2 separate regions of the Sus scrofa genome follow, and region 1 is linked to region 2. A link is a contact called in public HiChIP or PLAC-seq data. All regions are on one chromosome and are shown on one strand. Each heading gives the region's core, a stretch centred on a gene start, on an enhancer-like site or on the middle of the called end of the contact. The rest is flanking DNA. Distances are from core to core; before and after follow the strand shown.

Evidence for each region. HiChIP or PLAC-seq counts read pairs in DNA pulled down with a chosen protein or histone mark.
Region 1: an H3K27ac HiChIP or PLAC-seq map of alveolar macrophages shows a contact between it and region 2. The contact joins the promoter of CDC42SE2 here to the promoter of HINT1 in region 2. A contact is called at or near these places in 2 of 5 promoter capture datasets (fetal liver and liver), 14 of 47 Hi-C or Micro-C datasets (alveolar macrophages, blood, embryonic fibroblasts and 7 more) and 2 of 2 datasets of contacts at active chromatin or transcription factors (alveolar macrophages and skeletal muscle).

Annotation. Positions count from the first base shown.
Region 1 is chr2:133,561,424-133,565,815 of Sscrofa11.1, forward strand. It overlaps CDC42SE2 (CDC42 small effector protein 2), which reads left to right and starts at 2,592. Exons shown (of 6, transcript XM_005661625.3): 1 at 2,592-2,736. The region is part of intron 4 of LYRM7 (complex III assembly factor LYRM7); the gene reads left to right.
Region 2 is chr2:133,473,886-133,478,651 of Sscrofa11.1, forward strand. It overlaps HINT1 (histidine triad nucleotide-binding protein 1), which reads right to left and starts at 1,928. Exons shown (of 3, transcript XM_005661623.3): 1 at 1,407-1,928. The coding sequence starts at 1,517.

The DNA.
Region 1 (4,392 bases), core at 1,342-3,841, 88 kb after region 2:
CCTCACCCCCACCCCCAGGGAAGGGTTCGTATCTTTGAAAATACCAAATATACATATACACACATATATATGTTGGATCTAGTTTCTCATCTTCCTTAACATGCTTAAGAGTACTATAGATAACCTAAAACAAACATCATTCTAAGTGGGAAAATATTAGAAGCATTCCTTTTTAAAACAGGAATGAGACAAAGATTATCACTTTTCTGTATTAAACTTACATTGGTGGTCCTAAGCAGTGTGGAGGCATAAGGATTGGCAAGGAGGAAATAAAATAGTCACTGTTTGCAGTTGATAAAATTGTTTACATAGACAACCCAAAATAATTCTAAATTTTTTAAAAGTCCAATATAAGACAAAAGCAAGTTGCATTCCTATATACTATTAGCAGCAAACAACTAGAAACGTAAAGAAAAGAAACGCTTTATAGTAATATTGGAGAATATCAAGTGTCTAGAAATGAATCTAACAGAAGATGTTCAGGAACTCTTGAGAGGACTGTTTAAAGCTTTGTTGAAAAAATATTCATAACAAAATATACCACACTAATGCAAGATGTTAAAACTAGGGAAAGTCTGGGGTGGGAAGATGAGGGCTATAGGAAACTCTGTACTTTTCAGTCAGTTTTTCTGTAAATGTAAAACTATGAAAAAAAAGTGTGTTAATTTTAGAAAAGCACTTTTAAAGAATAGAGATGCATGGAGTTCCCATCGTGGCTCAGTGGTTATTGAATCCGACTAGGAACCATGTGGTTTCGGGTTCAATCCCTGGCCTCGCTCCGTGGGTTAGGGATCCGGCATTGCCGTGAGCTGTGGTGTAGGTTGCAGACACGGCTCAGATCCCGTGTTGCTGTGGCTGTGGCGTAGGCCTGTGGCTACAGCTCCGATTAGACCCCTAGTCTGGGAACCTCCATATGCTGTGGAAGCAGACCTAGAAAAGGCAAAAAGACAAAAAAAAAAAAATAGAGATGCATAAAACTATATAAAAACAAAGTGAAAAATAATGAACAACATTATAGCTGCTTATCAGAATTCTTAGCAAATTGAGAACTTATTATTTTGTACATATTATTGATTTGAAATTTATGTGTTAATGGAATATAAAAATAGAACTGAGTAATTTTTGACTGACAAAAGAATATGTTAGTCAGGTCTTGCTGGAACAGGAAGCTATAATAAACCCCTTTGAGTCTCAATTTTCTAAACCAAGAGATCACTGTAGCAATTACTCTTTTTATTAAACTAGGTTTTTTGGTTGTTTTTTTTTTTTTTTTTTTTTTTTTTTTTGCCACACCTGTGGGCATGTGGAATATACTGGGCCAGGGATCAAAGCTGCACTACAGCAGCAACCTGAGCTACTGCAGTGACAATCCCAGATCCTTAACCCACTGTACCACAGGGGAACTCCTAAAGTAGCTATTTTATAAAAAACCTTTTATTTTTTTCTCCATTTAAGAAATTTCCATAATTTGTCAAATTGCCAAGGTGTTAGTCCCCCACCCAAATAGGTCACTTTCCTTTCTTTTTTAGGATATATTCATGATTTTTAACCTATTTTCTTAGTAGACTATGCAATTCTATATTGTGATAGAAGACAAAAATGAAAAAAAAAAGTCTAAGAGGTAATACATGAATAGCAGAATAACTCGTGGGATTAACATTGACCACTGAATCTCTGTGTGTCCAATTATTGTTCATAAGGAGATAACCTTATTTAATTAAAAAAAAAAAGCTGTTCAGATTAATGGAAAATTAGCCCGGAAGAAATCAGCCTCTATAATACTGATGATTTATTAAAAGCAAACAGATAAGGAGTTCCCACTGTTGTGCCATGGGTTAAGAACCTGACCGTAGCAGCTTGGGTCACTGCGGAGAGGGCTCAGTGGGTTAAAGGATCCTGCACTGCCACTGCTGCAGCCGGGATTCAGTCCCTGGCCCGGGAACTTCCGTATGCCTCAGGTGCAGCCATTAAAAAAAAAAAAAAAAGATAGAAAGAAAAAGCAAACAGATAAGCATGAAATAATCACGTAGGGACTATAATTCCATCTCAGGTTTTCACATACTACCCTTTATGATTGAAGGTGACACGGAGCTTATCAAAGAAGTTATCTAAATGAGAATAGGTTGAGTTCAAAGTCTATGCGTGATACATTAATATGTCCCTATAAATATGTCCCTTTATTTTTTTAAAGCAGCGTCATTAATACATGTGTCTTTCTGCTTTACTTTTTATCATCTCCTAAATAAATCCAAACTCCTTAGCGTAAGCTAGTCTCTTTCTGCTGGTCCAGAATCATTTCCTGTCTGTGCCCACAGGAACCCTTCTCTGACCCTGCACTCATTCTCCAGTTCCCTAAGAGCATCACATTCTCATCTCTCCCCGGTTTCATGCATGTTCTTCTCTGCCCCCCAAATGTCCTCCTTCTTTTAATGCTTGGATAATGCCTCTCAAGCGTCTGCTCTTTTCGGAATCCTTTCTGCATCTTCACAGGCCAAGTCAAAGGTCCTCCACTAGAACTCTCTCTGTGATAATACTTAGTGAACTGTGCCCAACTTCCTCTTCACACCAGCGTCAGGCTGGAGCCGGAAGTTGTGGTGGCAGCTTCTTGATGCTGCAGCTTCCTGACTAGACCTTGAGCCGGAGCAGGGGGTGGGCAGAATCTACACGTGCGTGGCTGCAGGGTAGGGGTCGGAGAATGAAGCCCTGACCCCACAGCCAGGCTGATAGGAGAATGAGGTAAGACCAAGACTCATCTTCTAGATGAAAGGTCAGAAACGGGGAAGAGATAAGAAGTTGTTTGTGGGTACAAGGGGCAGAGCCCAGGAGGACATCCGAAGCAGAGGGATGTCAGAGGTAGCGTGAGGTGGAGAGAGTGGCTGGAATCCAGAGCAGTGCTGCATTGCTGGTTTTACTTGTCTTTCACCATTCTTCACCCCCATCCCAAAGCTTAGCACAGATTTCCATCACTGACTCCCTTCTGCCTACAACAGGGCCTGCAGCCCAGTAGGTAGGCAACCAGTACCTGTTGAATTGAGCCTTATGAGCCAACCTTTAAAGACCATTCTTTAAAACCTCTCACAAAGGTTGCTTTTCTAAGAAACCTTCCCTAATATCCACTGAAAAGGATCCCATTCTTACAAGTACTTGTGGGGTGTTTTTGGTATTTTTCATTCTCTTTCTGTGTTCTGCTTCATCTTACACGTTTAGATGTGTCCTATTTTTTTTTTTTTCTGAGTGTATCCACCCTAGAGGCAAGATCACTGTCTGAATCATCTTTGAAGATCCTAGTAGAAGTGTCACAGATTTTATGTGAGTCTTGAGGTGGCTGCTGTGCATTGCTCCTACTTTCTACCAGTTCTGATTGCTTTAGTCTTCATTCTCACCTAATGGAGATAATGACTTGGAAAGAAAAAAGAAAAAACAAAAAAAAAAACAGCCTTATGTCAAATCCAAAAGTCTATTCCAGTATCTTCAAGGAACAAGCAAAGGAAATAAACATAGAATATTTTACTAAAGTTACTTTAAAAATCAACATGTATTCTTTGGTTAAAAATAGGCTTTTGTTTTAACCTAGCTATCACAGTTGCCTGTATTACTTTAATTTGGCTATGTAGCTCTGATTTGTGGTGTGTTTTGGAATTTGAAATTAGAAACCCATGTACCACTAACACCTGATCCTCTGATTGAAGTGTGACTCATTGTAACTGAGAACTGATGGTTAAAAAAGAAAAACAACAAAAAACCCCCAAATCATCTGGGTTTGGTATGTGCCAGAGTGTTCTGTGGTATGTGTGCATGTGTGTTCTCATACATCCATAATTATCTATTTTCCACTTCTTCGTGTTTATTTTAGAATTAATAATGAGTAAGGAGAATTTATTAAAATATTCATTTAGAAGTCTAGTACTGAGCTGTCCAATACTCAAGCCACTAGTTACATGTTGCTACTGAGCCCTGGAAACATGGCTGTACTGAGCGTAAAAAGTTTAAACTAAATTTTGTAGGTTTAGGGGAAAAAAAGTAAAATATTAATATATTTTTATATTGATGAAATGACAGTATTTTTGTATATCAGGTTAAAATATATTATTGAAATTAGTTTCATACGCTTATTTTTACTTTTTTTCATGTGGCTACAAGTGTGGCATGCATTATATTTCTGTAGGATAGCATTGCTCCTATATATGCTATAATTTAGTTACTTTTACTATGGAAACTTTGCAAAGAAGTTATAAAAAAAATCCATTCTGGTCATGGAGATAAACTGTTGACTGCCTACTATGCTGCAGGAACTGAGATTTTACATGAATTATTTCATTTAATTCTTCCAAAAATCTTATTAGATAGTTATTTTTCCTAACTATCTTAAGATAAGTAGTCCAGGGGGTTCCC
Region 2 (4,766 bases), core at 678-3,177:
CCCTGGTTATTCGATTTCCTTTTTTTTTTCTTTATGGCAGTGATAAGTTTCGTAATTACAAATGTGCCTGATATTAGACTAACACTGACTTCTTCCCACTTTACTCAGCTATTTAAGAGATATTTTCTTTTGTAGAAATGAAGAAGATAAGTAACATTTAGACAAATTACATACCACTTGAATGGTTTTAAATCTAGTGAAGGTGGAAGCTGCTATCTTTGCTTAACTGTCTCAGGAGTCATTCTACCTGGTACTCCGTACAAAATGCTGTATCATTTAGATGGCTTCATGCTGTTATACTGTTGGGACTTCATCGTTCAAAAGTCAATATTTCAACAATCATTTACTAAAAGCAGCTGAAAATACTTTAAAAGAAATACACATTTTCTAAAATAGAATTTTCCTGACAAATAAAGGTATTTGAGTAAATTTACCTCGAGGCATTAAATCTTAGATGTTCTGACTCTAAGGACACTGCTAGTAACATGTTTCCTTATATTCCATATTTCATAAATGTATTAAATAGTTTACAAAACTTCTATCTAAATCAGCCTACCTCCTGTCCTGCTTTATCTGAGATTCAAACCCGTTATTATCGCTCACTAAAAATTTTATACAAGATGTCTCCAGGTCAAATCAACTCGTCCTTTCTAAAACAATTTCACCTACAGCCAGGTCAACAAAAACTCTATCTTCAATCTCTTGGCATAAAACCGCTTCCTGTAAACCATAAAAGGAGCCATTCTTCCAGGGAGGGGCCAAAGGAAAGCAAATCCCAGTTGCAGGCCCACTGTCGCCTCCGGAGTCCGCGGCGGGTCGGGGGTGGGAGGGCGCTGGCCAGCCCTCGCCCAGGCCCAGCTCGTCCGCGCCCTCCGCAGCCCCCAGGCCTGGCGCCCAGGCCGCCTAGCGCAGAGCCGCGGAGCGGCGCCCGGGAGAGCTGGGCAGGCCGGCTGTGCGCGGGAGATCGCGGAGATTGGGCCCGAGTCAAGGAGCGATCGGGTTTCTCCCTGTCAGGCAGAGCGCGGGCGAGATTGTCAGATTCCTGACACAGGCGAGGTCCGAGGCCCAGGGGGAGCTGGCTGGCGCCCACGCGGAGGACCCCGCGCGCGCCCCCCGCACGCGCCCAGACCCCGCCATGTGGGCCCGCGGGTGCCGGCGGCCCGGCCCGCGCCCGGGGCTGATAACGCGTAACCGGAGCGCCGGCACGCGCCGGCCGGCCGCCTAGGAGCCACCGGGCCCTGCCCGCTGGCTGGGGGCCCGCGGCCCAGGCCGCGCGAGGCAGCCGGGTGCCTTCCCTTCTCCGTGGCGCCCCCGACCCTTCCCTTCTTTTCCCTCGGAGGAAACCCGCGTGTCCACGGGCGCCTGTCTCGCCTCAGCCCACGAGCAAGGCAGCGCCGGGTGCCTACCTGGTCATCCTCATAAATGATTTTGGCTGGGATTTCCTTGCGAATGATCTTCCCGAAGATCGTATCGCCACCAGGCCGGGCGGCCTGAGCCTTGGCGATCTCATCTGCCATCTCGGCCTCCCTCCCGCGCTGCCGGTCGGGGAGAAGGTCCGAGGAGGGAGGAGCCGGCGGTTCCCGCAGAGGGCGGGAGAGCAAACGCCCCAGCACCTCCTGCGCGTGCGCACTGCTGACCCGCGCTGGGGTGCGGCGGCGGTGCCGGAGCCTTAGGGCCACCGTGGGGCGAGGCGGCGACGGGGAGGTTCCGTAGCCAAGGCTCCCGGGGGCCGCGGCGAGGCCGTTTTTCCTCCTTCCTTTCTTGTCTCTCGGAGAGTGGAGTTACTGCTGTAAGCTCTGCACTTGCCGTATGGACGCTTGTAGGAAAAATTGGGTAGTGTAACTGAAAAGATTTGATAACTCAAGCAGTGCTGGCCGTTTTTGCTGGCGGGGACACCATGATACTTCATTCCTCAGGTGCATAGGTCTTGACTAGGAGGTACGCCCTCCCGCGTCAATTTTTTTTTTTTTTTTTTTTTTCCTCTAGCCGTGGTTCACAGCCTTGACTGCATGTCCACATCATTTGGGAATCAAGTAAAAAAAAAAAAAATCACCTGAACTTGGCCACACCCCAGATCAGTTAAATCAGACTCTGGGGGTGAGCCCCAGGCATTGTTAGTAAACGTCCTTGACTGTTCTGCAAAGAATATTTCCCACCAGTAATCGACATAATGTAAGAGGCCCCACCTAAAAGGAACAAAATCTTTAACCCTATATCCCCCTCCGTAGCTTTGCTTCTTTTAAAAATAATTTTTGTATATTGTGTCCACTTTATCTTCCTTTTTTGAAGCCATTTGTCTCTTGTCAATGTCACTAAAGACCTTCACTTACAAAATTCTTTAGGCGATTCCACTCAGCCTCTTGGTAGCATTTATTACTGTTGACCATTCCCTCTTTTCAGCAGTAGTCCTTCACTCTCCTTCCTCTCTGGATGCTGTTTCTCCTTCAGAGTGAGCCTTCTATTCCAGAGCTCCTAATGAATTCCATTCTTGGCTCTCTAACAGTTAATCCCCAAGTGTCCTTATTATGAAAAAGTATACTTTCACCACTTTTTCTTCATAGAGGCCCCCTTTAATCACAAAACTGTGTCCCATTTGGTACTTTTTGTATCAAAGACATTCACCAGGGCAATTGGTGAAATATAAATAATGCTTACAAATTGGGAAATAGTTTCGAAAGATGTTAACTTCCCCAATATACCCACAGGAAAATTATCAAAATCAGTTGATCTAGGGTGAGGCCCTATATTTTAGGTCTCTAACAGTTTCCAGGTGATACAGCTGCTGCTAGCCCAGGAACTGTGCTTTGAGAACCACTGATGTAAAAGGATTGTCATTTTTGTAGGAATAAACCCACTGAATAATATATGAGTAGAGAAGTATCATATCTGCAATTCACTTTCACACAGTGAAGAGATTCCCCCCCAAAATGTCAACATAGAAAAAAGCAGAGCAGTAAAAAAGGATAAAGCAACTGTAATAAAAATTTTAACATTAGGGGAAACTGAGTGAACGGTGTATGCAAATTCAGTTATTCTTGCAACTTTTCTGTAAGCCTGAAATTGTCAAAATTAAAAATTGAAAAGAATATGTATCGGTTTGGGCAATAAATAATATGGTCATTTTTCGCTAAGTCAGAGGCTTTATCATCTGCAGATCGAGGACTCTCCAGTATTTATCTCCCAACCTGCCTCTCCCCTTAATTCCAGATTGGTGTATGATACATGTTTCTGCCTACTTACTACCTTCAGTGGGATATCTACCAGGCACTTCAAATTTATTTTTACTTCTTCCACAACAATCAGCCTCTTCCTGCAGCATACAACATCAACTATAATACTATGCACCAAATTGCCAAGGCAAAAGCCTTGAAATCATCCTTACCTCTTTTCGTGGATTTTTAGCACATATGAATCTAATCCCTTTTCACCTCCTCTACTCATACCACCCTAATCCAAGTCACTATCATATCTCACCTAGTGTACTTCAAAAGCCTCCCAGTTTGCTTATCTGCTTCCACTATAGTCAGTTTGCCATACAGCACCCAAAATTATTTTTATAAAGTACAAATCATAATTTCACTCATGCTGGTAGGGATTTTATCACAGAATTCAATGTAAAATCCTTGCCATGGCTTTTAGGGCTCATGAATGTTCAGTTCCATGGCTGCATTTCCTTCCATTTCATCCTTATTGACCAGCTTCACCCAAGCTGGGTATGGAAGGCAGAAGATTCCCAGGTCCTAATCTCTGGAACCTGTGAATATGTTACTTTACATGGTAAAGGGATGGGCAGGTATGATTAAGTTAAGGGACTTCAGATGGGGAGATTCCTCAGTTATCCTGGTGGGCCCGATGTAATTACAGAAGCCCCTTTAAGTGAAAGAGGAATACAGCAGAGTGAGACCCAGACAAAGAGATATGATGGAAGCAGAAGTGAAAGTCAAAAATTGAAGATGCTCCACTGTTGGCTTTGAAGACGGAAGGGGCCACTTGCAGGTGGCGTTCTGGAGGTCAGAAGTTTAAATTGCATTTCACCTGGCTAAAATCATGGTGTTGGCAGGGATGCATTCCTTCCAGAGGATCTAGGGGAGAATGATTCCCTTCCCTTTTCTGACTTCTAGAGGTAACCTGCATCCCTGAGCTGTGGCCCCTTTCTCCATTTTCAAAGCCCACAGCCGAATATCTAAAAACTTTGAACTCTGCTTCCGTCTTCCATTTACAAGGATTCTTGTGATTACTTTGGGATCATCAGACAACCCAGGATAATCTTCCCATCTTAAAATCCTTAATCACATCTTCAAAGCTTCTTTTGGAGTTCCCGTCGTGGCGCAGTGGTTAACGAATCCGACTAGGAACCATGAGGTTGCGGGTTCGATCCCTGCCCTTGCTCAGTGGGTTAACGATCCGGCGTTGCCGTGAGCTGTGGTGTAGGTTGCAGACGCGGCTCGGATCCCGCGTTGCTGTGGCTCTGGCGTAGGCCGGCGGCTACAGCTCCGATTCAACCCCTAGCCTGGGAACCTCCATATGCCGCGGGAGCGGCCCAAGAAATAGCAGCAACAACAACAACAACAAAAAGACAAAAAAAAAAAAAAGCTTCTTTTGTCATATATGGTAATAATATATGCAAATTTATTATTGTTAGTAGTAGTAGTATTTAGTAAATTCAAATAGGATTTAAATAGGGACAAATTTTGGAGGCCATTATTCTTCCTACCACATAGCTTCATGACCTTACATGGTACCCATGTTGGAATTTCCTGTTCAGT